Linked DNA regions of Rattus norvegicus: region 1 is linked to region 2. A link is a contact called in public Hi-C data. All regions are on one chromosome and are shown on one strand. The core of a region is the stretch at or near the end of the contact, and the rest is flanking DNA. Distances in the headings are between cores, read along the strand shown.

Region 1 (6,561 bases), core at 750-3,249, 81 kb after region 2:
TCACTAAAAGAACAATGTTCTAGGACTAACTGTGCTGGGTCTTACTTAGCCCCAGGGGGGTAGCCTACATTCCTCACGGATTTCAAATGAAATCAACCTGATAAATGAAGTTCCCTGGGTGGTTTTGTTCAAAGTTGACAAAATATGTCCCGACCCACCTACCCCAGCCTCCTGGAAGAGGAATTTTTATTCCTCTATTACAGTTGTGAATTCAATGCCAAGTTCTTTCTAAAATGCTCGCCCCGAGTGTCCAGCAGAGGGAGTCTCAAGGAGGTACTTAATAAAGAGAAAACTGTTTCATTTTAACACTCTAGACAGTGGGAGCTTTGACTGCAGCCCCCCTCCCCTAGACACAGATGAACAATGAATGCCCGACATGGGCTCTCCTACATGCTCACGTCCCCACTGGCATGTTCCTATTCTACGTGGTGGAGTGACCCGAAATTTTGTTTTGTTTTGTGGAACGGTTAAATAGACCTTGTGTTCTTCGGAATCAAAGAGGAAAGCCCCTGGAATAACATTTCTCTGTTGCTTTCTAAACAGCCCCTTTGTCTCTAAGAGACTCTGGAAAAAATATTTACAGTCCATAGGTTATTTACAGCCTCGTTATTCAGAGCCTGACTGGTAACTTTATTCCGTGCAGAAACCTAATTCATTCAGAGCCCTGGAACTAATAACAGATTTTCTTTTCAGATAAGTTTTTTTTTTTTTAAATCAGCCTCTCCTAACAGAGATAAAACTATTAATGAGATCCCTGTTTCACCCGGCCCAACAGTTCCCCGGGTTTAAAGGATTACAATCTCCCCTAGCCCCTCCTCTTGGTTCCTGGCGAACCCATTTCCCTCTCATTTGCGATTTCATCCACAGAATATCTGAACAAAACCGAAAGAAAGCCAGATGGACCCACGCTAAAAGTATGTAAAAGGGCTGCTATTTCAATGATTTCACGAAAGAAACATTTTCACGATGAAATAACTGAAAAAAATCTAGCACACTTTGGTTGAAAAATACCCCGTACTACAAGCACACAAAAACACATAGAAGTGTAAAAACTTAGTTGATTCCGGCTTGATTTTTCTCGCTGCAAGCTGACGGAACTGACTGAAGAGAACCGAAAGAGTGCGCGAGGCAGCTGTATCGCCTTACCTTTTCTTTCTTCTGAAGACAGCCAAATGGGAAAAAAAAATCAGCCAACGCCAGGTGAAGGTGCACAGCACCGATCTACCCAGGCCGAGCCAGAAAACCTTCTTTCGCCCCTCCCGCCCCCCCAAAAAAAAACCAAACTACATTTTCCCTTCCACACGCCAACTGCGGGGAGATTTTGAGCCTATTTCATTGTTCTGCCTGGGTCTGAAATGGACTTTTCATCTCAACCCTCTCTCATCGCTTGGCCCCTTTCAATCGGATTCCACAGCCACTACCACCACCACCACCACCCCCCAAAAAAATCGGAGGCTCGGGAAGAATAAAGGAGTGTGGGGTAGGAGTGGAGATGTTTGGAAAGGGGAGCAGAGAGGACGGACAAGTAGAACGGAGATCGTTTAAAGGTAATGGGGGAGGACCGCATCACCTTCATTTATCGCAAATAAACAGAAAGCAGTCACGGATCCGTCTTTTCCCACACGCCGCCCCCATTTCTTTTCTTTGGGCAGCAGCCCACCGGCACACACCCCCCAGCCACCTTCTCTGCCCTGGAAATAAGATCCTGCTCCAGGCCGGCTCCGGTCCCGTCTGGGCCCGGGATGGGAGCACCCGGGAGGGTCGCGAGCCCCCAGGACCAGGGCCCGGGGCTGCGGTCCGGGGCTGCCGGGCAAGGGGCCGCGGGCAGAACAAAGCTACGGGGGCCGCGGCTGGTCGAGCGAGCAAGGAATCGCGGGCTGGGCGCCCCTTACCTTCGTACACGGGGGCCATCGGGGCCGGGGTGTCCGCGGTTCATGGCAACGGAGAAGGGAACGCGGCGCGCGAGCTCGGCCCCCTCAGCCTCAGTGGGAATCTGCCATCTTGAGCCTGTGTCTCCGCTCTCGGCGCAGCCCAGGCCGCCAGCGCCCGCATCACCGCCTCACTTGGCCGGCGCCGGGGGAGGGGGCCGGGCGGGCGCGTCGCCGCCACCGCCGCCGCCGCCGCCGCCGCCGTAGCCGCGGCCCGGGCCCTACGCGGGGGGCTCGGCCGGCCCGGGGCGGCTAGGGCGCCGAGGCCAAGGGCCGGGCGGGTCCGCGAGGGCGGGAGCCGGGGCGGGCTGCGGCGGCCAGGGCCCGGGCCGGAGCTCAGCTCCGCATGGCTGTGAGGCGGGGGCGCCGGCAAAAGTTGCCCGTGAGGAGCAGGGGGGAGGGGGCGGGGGCGGGGCGGCGCGGCCGGGCGCGAGCGGGCGGGCGGGCAAGCGCGAGCGAACGAGCCGGGAAGAGCCCCAGGGAGTCCGCGCGCAATCGAGCGCCGATGGCACGGATGCGAGGCGGGGAGGGCCGAGCCGAAGGGCAGAGCCCGGCGTCGGCGGGGGCCGAGCGCGGCCCGAGGGGAGCCGAGCGGCCGTGCGAGCCGGGCTGTGCGAGAGCGCGGTGCGCTGGCCCGTAGCCGCCGACCGGAGCTCCGCGGTGGAGGCGGCCACAACTTTGTGTGTGCGTGCTTGGGAGTGCGCGCGTGGGTGTGCGCGCGCCGGCCGGGCCGGGGAGCGCGATCCGCTGCCGCCGTCAGCGGTCCCGCTGCCGGGCAAAGTGTCTTCGCCCCAGCGCGTGCGGGCTCCGTTCTAGCCTACAGGCGAGGGAAATGAATGGAGGGAGTGGGCGCGTCGTCCTCTCGGGAGAATGTCTAGGGAGCCCCCTGAACGCCCCGGGAAAACGCAACGTCAGGATGAACGCCTGACCCCGGTGTTTGGGGAGCCCTCTTCTCCATCATCCGGGTGGAAGGGTCCCACCTAGCGGTTCCGGGGTTTTGCTTTTTTCAACTTACTCGGGCCGGGGCGAAACGTTCTTTAAACTCTCAAAGCCTGAATCCCTGCCCTGGTTTGCCTCCCCAGTTCGCTTCTGAATGTCAGCACAGGACGCCCTGCCTCTGCCTCCAACTTACGAAAACTTGTTGAGTCTTGATACATGAATAGATCATAAAAGAAATTAAGTGGGTGACAACAAAGCTTTTGAAAAGCCAACAAAATGTAAGAATCTAGCAAAAAATATTAGAGCCCATTGCCCTTAGGGAGGTTGATTGTTGTCTCATAAAACCTTTACTTTCAGGTATGAATACTGGACACCTGATGTAAACTGTATTTCCTACCTGTAGTTCATAGATCAAAAACAGTTTAAAAGCTATCTTGAGGGTGGGGGTGTAAAATGATGGCCTATAACTCTACAGAACTTTCTGTAAAACAAGCCATTGTTTTCCTTTCTTTTTAAGACCATTGTTTTCTCACTATCTTAGCATCTTCTGGATCCCGTGCTCATCCTCCTACCAAAATGGAAAGACAAGCTAGCTCCTGCATACTCTTAGCTGGCTTTGTTACTGGAAAGTAATTTTCTCTTCATTTTGGAATGGTCCTTGACGACCATCTTCTTTGCCTCAATATTTAGCAGTGCTTTCCTTAACCTAAAGTCACTCACATTTGTAGACTCTTAGAGGGGAGCCTCAGAAGTCATCTGGGTCTGCCTTGCCTTTTTGTAGTCTAAGGAAAGAAGCCCGCAATAGAAAAGATATTGTCCAGTGATACAAAGTATTGAACCTTAACCTGGGTCTTTAGGTCTCCCATGCTGATCTTCCCTCGCATCCTTCATTTGCCCCTTCCTTTCTATCTCCTTGTAATCCTTAAGTGGTCTCCTGAGATTTGTTCATGGCCAGTTGCTCCTAAACACTGCCACTCTCTTGTATTGAGTGGTTCTGGCCACTCCATCTTCCTGTTCCTATCCTCTAAAGACTTGCCTTCATCTAGTGCTAAGTCTCTAAGTTCCTTGGCTTTTAGTCAAGACAGACAGGTTCCAACTTACCTCTCCTAGGACATGATTTCAACAAATCACTACCTCTCCAGCCTGACTGGTTTACCTGTGCTCCTCTGCCAACCTTGCTCATCTATGCCTTTGCCCAAAATGTCACATTCCCACACGTGGTGCCGTCTCTCTTTAAAGAATTCCTACCTGTGGGTTGGCTCATTTCTTTCACAAAACAACCTAAAGAATACATGAAGAAGACAAGCCTGAGTTCAAATACCAGCTCTCCACTTGGCAAGTGTATAAACTTGGTCTCATTGCCTGACCTCACTGAGTCTTGGTTTCCACATCTTAATTATAATAAGAATATTAGTGTAGATAGTATGCTCCCCTGCACCCATCAGTTTCTACTCCACCTTTACCACATAGTATGCAATTGCTTGTTGCTTCCTTTGCCTCTTCCCATGCTGGTCAACAGAAATTTCTGCAGTGTTGGGAGTTTCCATCTGCTTGTGGCATTGAACACATGATGAAATGCAGCTACTGACTGAGGATCTAAGCATTAATTTTAATAGGCACACGTGGCCAGTGGCTACCATGTTGGGCAGTGTATCTCTGCCTATACGCTCAATGAAGGCAGAAACCACATAGGTCTTAACATCTTTTTTTTTTTTTTCTATTCTTTTTTCGGAGCTGGGGACCGAACCCAGGGCCTTGCGCTTGCTAGGCAAGCGCTCTACCACTGAGCCAAATCCCCAACCCCAGGTCTTAACAGCTTATCCCTAGCCTGATACATGGTAGGCAATGGGAGATAATGGCAACTTACTTCATCTTCACCTCTATCAGCACATCGATTAGGAAGTTGATTTTTTTTTATAAAAACGTGTTTCTTATAGCTCTCACCACTGCTTCTGAGGTTAGATTCAAGAGAATTTGTTTAAATAGTAGGGGTTCAAGAAGTAATGATTATGGGGCTGGAGAGATGGCTCAGAGGTTAAGACCACCGACTGCTCTTCCAGAGATCCTGAGTTCAAATCCCAGCAACCACATGGTGGCTCACAACCATCTGTAATGGGGACGGGTATGTCTGAAGACAGCTACAGTGTGTTTATATAAAAGAAAGAAAGAAAGAAAGGAAGGAAGGAAGGAAGGAAGGAAGAAAGAGAGAGAGAATTAGTATTCTAAACACCTCCCTATGACCAGCCCCACTGATTTTCATTCCCTGGGATGACCCTCCTTTTGGTGTAAATATTCTACCCCACACTGTGCTGACAGCTCCTTGGGGCAAACTCACCAGCACACTTCCTTGGATAGCCCCCACCTAGTACTTGTTCCTGATTAGTGATGGTCTCTAACTCCATCCAACATGCTGGTGAGCAGCAGATAATCTGGGTAGTCTTATTTGTTATTTTCTGGAATGCTTTCCAGATACACACACACACACGCACACACACACACACACACACACACACACACACACACACACTGCAATAAAATGAAAGCAGTAAAGAAATAGAGTCTCAAGAAGGAAAAGAAAGCATGAGGGAATCCTATGGGTAAGACATCCACCTCCTTTTTAGGCCACTGTGAGCAGAGCTGTCCCTTATGGACACATAACTTAAGTTGAAGGAAAAAAAAAAGCCAGTTGAGCTAGCATTCTTGGTATCAAATAGCTGGGAAGTTTGTATTGAAATGAACTTCAATTTTTACAAACTTCCAGGCTGAGGAGAGCTAATCATCTCCTTTCCCTGTAGTGACTGTAGTCAAGTAGGTACCAGGCATAAGTTAACTGTAAAGTGTCACTCTGGGGAGGCCCAGGGACAGGAGGGAGATGGCATGAGATGGTGGCCTAGGGAGCAACAGTGTCTAAATGGTGTGGGAAGGAGAAAGACTGTCTGTGGATGAGAGGGCAGAGAGACAGGTGGATAACCAGGCAGACAGGCAGGCAGACAGGAGGACTACAATACCTAGACAAAGGGTAAGATGATGTGCAGTGCTGCCTGGTTCTAAGAGCACCATGAGAGAAGATGGAAAGGCCTGTACAGGTCCATTTGGCAAACACCTTAGTGTTCTGTGCTTTGAGTTTATTAACCCATTTAATAAGTCCAACTATTTATAATCCATAGAACTCTAGTGGCCGAAATGCAAAGCAACTTCAAGATGTTTAGGAGAGAAAAAATAAGAACCCTCCCTCCACCCCCCCAAAAAAAAAAAACTAGCAAGGAGTTGGTAATCATCTTCTTTTAAAAAATACCTTTTTTTTCTTTTTTTTTTTTTTCTTTTTTCGGAGCTGGGGACTGAACCCAGAGCTTTGTGGTTGCTAGGCAAGCGTTCTACCACTGAACTAATCCCCAACCCCTGTTTTGTTTTGTTTTGTTTTGTTTTAAGTTTGTTGTATTATAGTGTTTGAGCAATTTCCCTTTGTGTGTGTGTGTTTGTGTGTTGTGTGTGTGTGTGTGTGTGTGTGTGTGTGTGTGTGTGTACATTTCATTTATGCCTGATGTCCAAGGACATCAGAGGAAAGGGTCTGTACTGGTTAGTTTTATGCCAACTTGATCCAAACTAGAGTCATCAGAGAGAAGGGAGCCTCAAATGGAAAAATGTCTCCATAATATTGAGCTGTAGACAAACCTCTAGGGTATTTTCTTAATTA
Region 2 (6,737 bases), core at 3,000-5,499:
CTTATGGAGAGGAAACTGGAGTTCTCTGTGTGTAGTCCAGCATTTCTTCTTCATTTTGAGCTGAGGCTGCTTCTAGGAACCTCTCCTGGAGATGCTGAACTGCTCTAGACTTTCCTGCCTCAGCCCCTATCTGATACGACTTTGGATTTAGGGCAGAGCCATTGCTCAGGTCAGGTACAAATGTGGCTACTACTCCAGATTCTGATTTTACTTGCTGTGGAGTGGAGACCCGTTAGAGTTCGGTCCTAAATGATGTCTGTAGTGTTATCACCCATCACAGACCCTCCTTCACTCATGCATACACTCAGTTATCTCCTTCTACCTTCCACTGAGGACCTACAAGAAGCATTGTACTGCTACCAGAACACTGCATAAGATCCACACCCAGGCTTGAGAAACGTCTATTGGAGCGAGGCCAGATAAACATGGAGGTGTGTGAGCAGGTGTTAGAGTGAGGGTCCTGCTGGAGTACAGGACAGGCATGCCAACTCTGCCTCCTGCAGAGTCTACCCAGACTGCTACCTCTCATAGCAGCTCCCCAGTCATCCCAGGTGTGTCTGCCCAGGCAGACATGCATGGCTCTTGCCTCCACAAGAATCTGTTCCTTCCCAGCAGGGCCTGTCGCTTTCCCCTCATCTGTGCCCCCACGGTATTTAGCATCCTCTCTGGCATGTGTAAGTGCTCACGCATGTTTATTGTTGCTCCAAGTCTACTCAATGGAAACCACAGAAGTAGCAGCCTTCTGAGTACTATACTGAAAGCCCACACACACCCATTTCCTCTGAAGACCTAGAAGACCCAGGCAGGGCCTCTGAGTGCTTGGCCTGCCAAGCTGCAAACACGCTCTTCACTCTCCAATGCTTCTGCTCCCCTCTCTAGCCTCATCCCTCACCTTTTAAACTGTGATGGTCCCTTCTCGAGACTATTCCAGCATCTCAGAGTCACAGATGGGAAAGGTGTGCAGAAGTCTCATCTTTTTAATGAAATATCAAGGCAGTGGACAGGAAAGGAAAATGTCCTTTCAATCCAGAGATGAGGCATTTCACACCATGAGCTCACTAACAACTTGCTAGTGAATAAAACAGGGCTTTACATTACTTAGCATTTCCTAAAGGATTATAGTTCCAGATATAGTCCAGACTTTGACCCTCTTTATGGTCTTTCTGACACACATATGTTGTATGGTTTAGGATGAAGATACTGTAAGGTCTGTGTTAATTATCTACTGCCACATAACCAATCACCATAATAGCTTAAAATAGTAGTTCTGTAGGTTAGAGATTCAGCAGTGGCCTAGCTGGGTGATATGGGTCAGGGTCTGTCAAAACGCTGTAATCAACATGATTCATTTCCAAGTTCACTAACACGGCTGTTGGCTGAAGGTCTCAGTGTTTCCTTGTGTGGACTTCTACAGGGCTGCTGCTCATAAGGGGAGACAAGGAACAGACACCAAGGCAGAAGCCAACATATCATCTATAATCTAATCTTTGAAGCAATATGCCATCATTTCTGTCAGATCCCACAGGGCCCACAAATCAATCCTGAACACTAGGAGGTGAGGACCACTGGGAACTGGCTTCCACAGGGACATTCATTCTAGCAGGGACATTCATATATTTTCATTATGATTGGTTATTTCCTTTCCAAGGTCAGACAGACAAAAGGACAGGCTGGTAGGTAGTTCCATAACCCTGTATTACAGATTCACCAACAAAATGTTCAACAGATAGCTTTTCCTCCTCTGTTCTTGAAGGGCTACTGATATATTAGAGAGGAGCTATAATATAAAATAGGCTCAGAACTTTCAGACGAAGATATCCAAAACTTCCTTATTGTGAGAAATGGCATTAAGTACATTCATTTCATTGTGCTTCATCTCCACCATCTACGTCTAAGTCGAAAATGGAAACATACCTATTAAATGGAAAATGGAATACATACCTATTAAGCAGTAACTCCTGTACCCTCAACCCTGGTAACTACTGCTCAACTCTCTGTGTCTTAGAATCACACTATTTGTCTATTTGTGTCTCACTTCACTTAGCAGAATGTCCTCATATTCAGAGCCCCCCTTCCCTTCTGGGGCATGTATGTGTGTGTTTTATTAATAATCAAACCCAGAGCCTTGCGTATTCTAAGTTACAGCAGCCTGATTTCCTTTCTTCTCAAAGTGTTGTAGCATTCTAAGGTGTGTGTGTGTGTGTGTGTGTGTGTGTGTGTGTGTGTGTGCATTCTATTGTATATATGCCATATGCTATTTCTTCATTCTCTTTTGAAATTAATTAATTAATTAATTATTAATGTATATGAGTACACTATAGCTGTCTTCAGACACACCAGAAGAGGGCATCAGATCTCGTTACAGATGGTTGTGAGCCACCATACAATTGCTGGGAACTGAACTCAGCACCTTTGGAAGAGCAGCCAGTGCTCTTAACCACTGAGACATCTCTCCAGCCCCCTCACTGTCTCTTAAAACATTCTTTGTTCTACCTTTTGACTGATGTGAACGATGCTGCTGTGAGCATGTGTATTCAAGCATTCTGTAATTATAAAAATACAAACCTATTTTGACCATGATAAGCAAGAGTGAGTGAGCTGAAGGACGAAGCCCTTCCTCCTGCTGGTAGACAGTCCTTGGCCTACCTGAGGCTAGGGCCTGGCAACCTAGTAATGGTCAGCAACCGCTACAGAGAAATGCAGATTTATTCTACTCCAGATGTACTGGGGAGTGGGGGTTGAGGAGATGGTTCAATTGGTAACCATAGAACCTGAGTTAATATCCCCATGTAAAAGTTCAAGTGGTAGCCAGCATCTATGACTCCAGGGTTGTGAGTTGCGGAAGGCAAAAAGACAGGAAATCCTTGGAGCTCACTGGCTAGTCAGTTTAGCCAAACAGTGAGTACCATGTTCAGTAGAGACCCTGCTCAAAAAACAAAGTGGAAGAGTATTGAGAAAGCACTGTGATGACCACTGCCCTTCATTTGCATGTGCGTCATCATGCACACAGACACTTGAACACATACACAAGCACACATACTACCATTATTAGTTTAACTTTTCAAAAATAATGTCCTATTGTAAAATACATGGGTTATTTTTTAATCCAAACAAACAGAACTCTTGAGATAAGGAAACACATTATGAACAATGTTGACTCTTAAAATCCAACAGATACTGGCTGAACATGCTGTTACATGCCTGTAGTCCCAGTGCTCAAAAGGCAAGGAAAACGGTTGTGTTTCCCAGGCCAGGCTAGGCCACAAAGAGAGTGAGACTCTGTCTTAAAAGGTCATAAAAAATAAAACCAAATCAAACAAATAAAATGCAGCTAATAGTTCTAAACAGAGGTGGAAAATTCAAAAGTCAAGAAGTCATAAGTAGGAAACAATAACAGTTCTTCCCTTCTCTCCAGTAGGGCAATAAAGCACATCCCCTTCCTAGGAAACACTCCTTCACCTGTGTGAGCTAACGTTACCCTAGAAGAGAAGAATCAACCTCAGCCAAAGCCAAGGATATCCACAGAAAGCTCTTGCATACAGACCTTCTGCCCTGGTCAGACCCTAGAAGACTGCAGAGTTCACACGTAGCTTACCCATCTAGAGGTGAATCAAGCTGTGGATGACTATAAAGTTTCGTAAATAATTCAAATCTCTAAATTCCCATCCCTTTAAAAAGTAATTATAACTCTCAATAACATACATGCCCAGTATCTGTCCTGTGCCAGGTGTGACTGGAAGCTGGGGACATAGGAAACACTGCTCAAGAAAACAGACACATGTAATGAGCACAGAACATTTGGTACTGCTTAAGAGTTTGGGTTTTACCAAAGGGTGGGTGTGTGCCGCCTCAGTCTGTCCTCAGTCTGTCCAGTCTATGTCTACAGTCTCCTACCAGGCACAGCTCACCAGGGTCAACATGGCAAATCTCTGGAGGAAATCCTCAATCTCTCATATGAAAGCCTTAAGCAACATAGGACCATCTAGAAACCAAACCCTCTTGCCCTAAAAGTAAGCAACATTCTGGTTCAAACTCTTTAGATTTGTGTTTACCAATATTCTGAAGCAACTTTGGGCCCAGCACACATATGGCTAGGTGGGAGAAGAATCAGACACTAAATGGATTTCCAAAAGAAGAGCAAACACTATCAAAGAGAGCAGATTCTACAAAGGGCGCTTCTACAAAGCTGTGGATTTGAGCAGAGCCAAAGTATACATCTGCTCTTAAGCAACACACATTTTTGTTACCCTTGCCCCACTGTAGGATGCTGCCAAAGCTGGCAAACACATGGCCCACTGGGCCTGGAGTCACATCCCACAGGGCCAACCCACACAACACCCCACCCCTCTTGCATCCTGCCAAGGTCCTGACCGAGTAGGTGTGGCGCCAAGGACTTATTTACTCGGGAGACCATCCCTCCTTGCATTGTCTTGGCCCCCAAAGTGCAGCTCCTCATTCTTTTTCTCTATTATCAGTTTTAGCCTTCTCCTATGCTGGGAGAGACTATCAGCAAGTGACATGTTGGCCTTGGACTGAAAGAGAGAGGAAGGGCTCAAAGAACTAGCCTCTCACCTCTTTACCCCTGAGGTCTGGGGATAAGGTCAAGGCTGGAGGGTAGAAGCTGGAGGCTGCTGTCTGGTGTTCTTCCAAGAGCTGAATGAGGGGCATGATCCCAGGGGAGTGCCAGAGGACTAGCTGCTGCTTCCAGTCTTCATCCACATCACATGCTAGCATCAAATCATTCCCAAAATAATGGGACTTAGGACGCATTTGTGTATCAATCATATGACTCCCTTGACTATTTTTAACACCAGAGATAAGTTCCTGTGTAAAATCATTTTCCTTCTTCTCACCTCCCACCCAACCAACATCCAGTCAGCAAACTTAAAAATATTGTCCATTAAAGGAGTATGTATATATAATATCTCCCACATGTATATATATTATCTCCAGGACCAACCAGCAACTCATAAGACATTTAGGTACATTTAGGAACTAATGCATATTAAAATATATATAACATCATTTCCAGTCTCATTAAAGCTCAAACCTTAAGTTGTCACTACAGTTCTAGCCCTGGTAGTAACAGTCACTGGAGAGAAACTTAAAATTCAATCTTTCCTAATTGTCAGTCCCCAGATGCAGAGTCAAAGCTAAAGATTATTCTTGTCAGAACCTGCTGAATGTCACACTGGCTGGGGTTCCAATGGACTCCACAGTGTCCTCCCCAAAAGTAGAGAGATGGGCCTTTGGCAGGCATCCTGCTTTGCTGTGGGGGGAAACATAGGTAACAGAGCTGTCTAATTCAGCCAGCACAATGAAGCTCATGAAGAGCTTGGGACTGAGGTATAAAGTGTGTCAGCCTCAAATTATTTTCCTTATGTGTTCTCTTACAAAAAGAAATCAGTTTGCTATCCAATTTGAAATGAACATAAATATTTCTTGTGAAATAGCTCAAAACTCTCTTCATTGGACATCATTTATTGTTAGTTTTATTATAGAGGAGCTCCTTGGAGAGAGCCTCATCATGTCCTAATTACCACGTGTTGGTGATGGGTTTTGCACTTGGCCTGCTGCAAGGAAATGGTTCTGACCCATGAGCTCCAATTGGACCTACCACCTGCCCATCCTGAAGACAAATAAATACCTCAGCTCTGAGAGTACTTTGTCACCTCACATTTAATCCTGTGGCTCAGAACTCCAGAGTCATAGCTCATACTTTGTTAGAGAAGAGTCAGGACTCATGGGGACCTAGAGATCTCCAACTTGAGAAGATGAGAAAGAGGCAAAGATGGGTAGGAGGGCCGAGTAGATAAACATGAGGAGCAGAGGTTCTGTAACAGGGGCAGGAGGGAGGGAGGGAGGTTGGTTCTCAGGTAGCTTTCCACTCAGGCAGGGTACCCACAGTTGCCTTCCTTACTGAGTAAGAGCTCTTGTAGAGGACTCTGTGAGGCTGGGAGAGCCTAAGGAACAGCTGACACCACAGGCTGACAGTAGGACAGTAGGCAAAGTACTGCAGAGACAGAGTGGGTTCAAGTGGACTCTAGACCACACTGCTGGACGACAGTTCATCAGTGACCATCCTTGCATTAAAACCTGATTTCCAGAGAGCAGCTCTCATCAATTAGTGGCATGAGCATTACGTTAGACAGAATCAGAGGAAGAAGAAGGGCCCAGAGCAGAGACATAAGAGCTGGCTTCTCATAGGTGCAGAGTTCCTTCTACCTGATACCTGGCTCACAGTCTACCTACAAACTGTTACCTGAAGCTCTGGTGGATTGCCTTGGGCCTGGTGTGAAGGAATAGGATTATGTATTGCCAAGATCTCTTTGTGGGCCCCAGTGATAGGATTCTGTGGGAACTCTTTAGCCAGGCATTATCTACTCATGTGGCTAGCTGTAGAGCTGGTTACTATTTCCTTGTAGTTCTGTAGTTTTTATTGTGCAAACATCTTGCACTATTGCTGATAAAGCTGAGTGTCGAATAACATGGCAGTGACTTACTGTTCACCATCAGTGACAACAAAGTCCTGCTTTCTTTTTACATAAGACAACATTGGTTAAGACTAATTTTCTGTTTGTCCCCATCTCTCCTAAAGCAGTACTTTGCTTAGGACCATTTAACCTGGCACTTTACACAGTACAGTGTGAGAAATTATCAGGGCCAAAATGAAAACTTAGTCCTTAAGCTCAGCAACTCTCACCCCCTGAAGGACCGAGCAGAACAGGCTATGAGCC

What was found. A called contact is a pair of places that touch in the nucleus more often than the background predicts.
Region 1: a Hi-C map of liver shows a contact between it and region 2, with 3 times the contacts expected there. The contact joins the promoter of Hipk2 here to the enhancer-like site in region 2. A contact is called at or near these places in 2 of 12 Hi-C or Micro-C datasets (both in liver) and 1 of 1 datasets of contacts at active chromatin or transcription factors (oligodendrocytes).

The regions. Positions count from the first base shown.
Region 1 is chr4:68,584,109-68,590,669 of GRCr8, forward strand. It overlaps Hipk2 (homeodomain interacting protein kinase 2), which reads right to left and starts at 2,000. Exons shown (of 15, transcript NM_001108622.1): 1 at 1,893-2,000. The coding sequence starts at 1,911.
Region 2 is chr4:68,500,597-68,507,333 of GRCr8, forward strand. The region is part of intron 2 of Hipk2 (homeodomain interacting protein kinase 2); the gene reads right to left. Among named protein-coding and RNA genes, the nearest start is that of Hipk2, 82 kb to the right of the region's middle. Within about 2 kb of position 4,250, at least 6 of the 93 cell types and tissues checked have an H3K27ac peak or open chromatin away from gene starts, as enhancers often do. A contact at or near this core is called in liver, where this site is marked.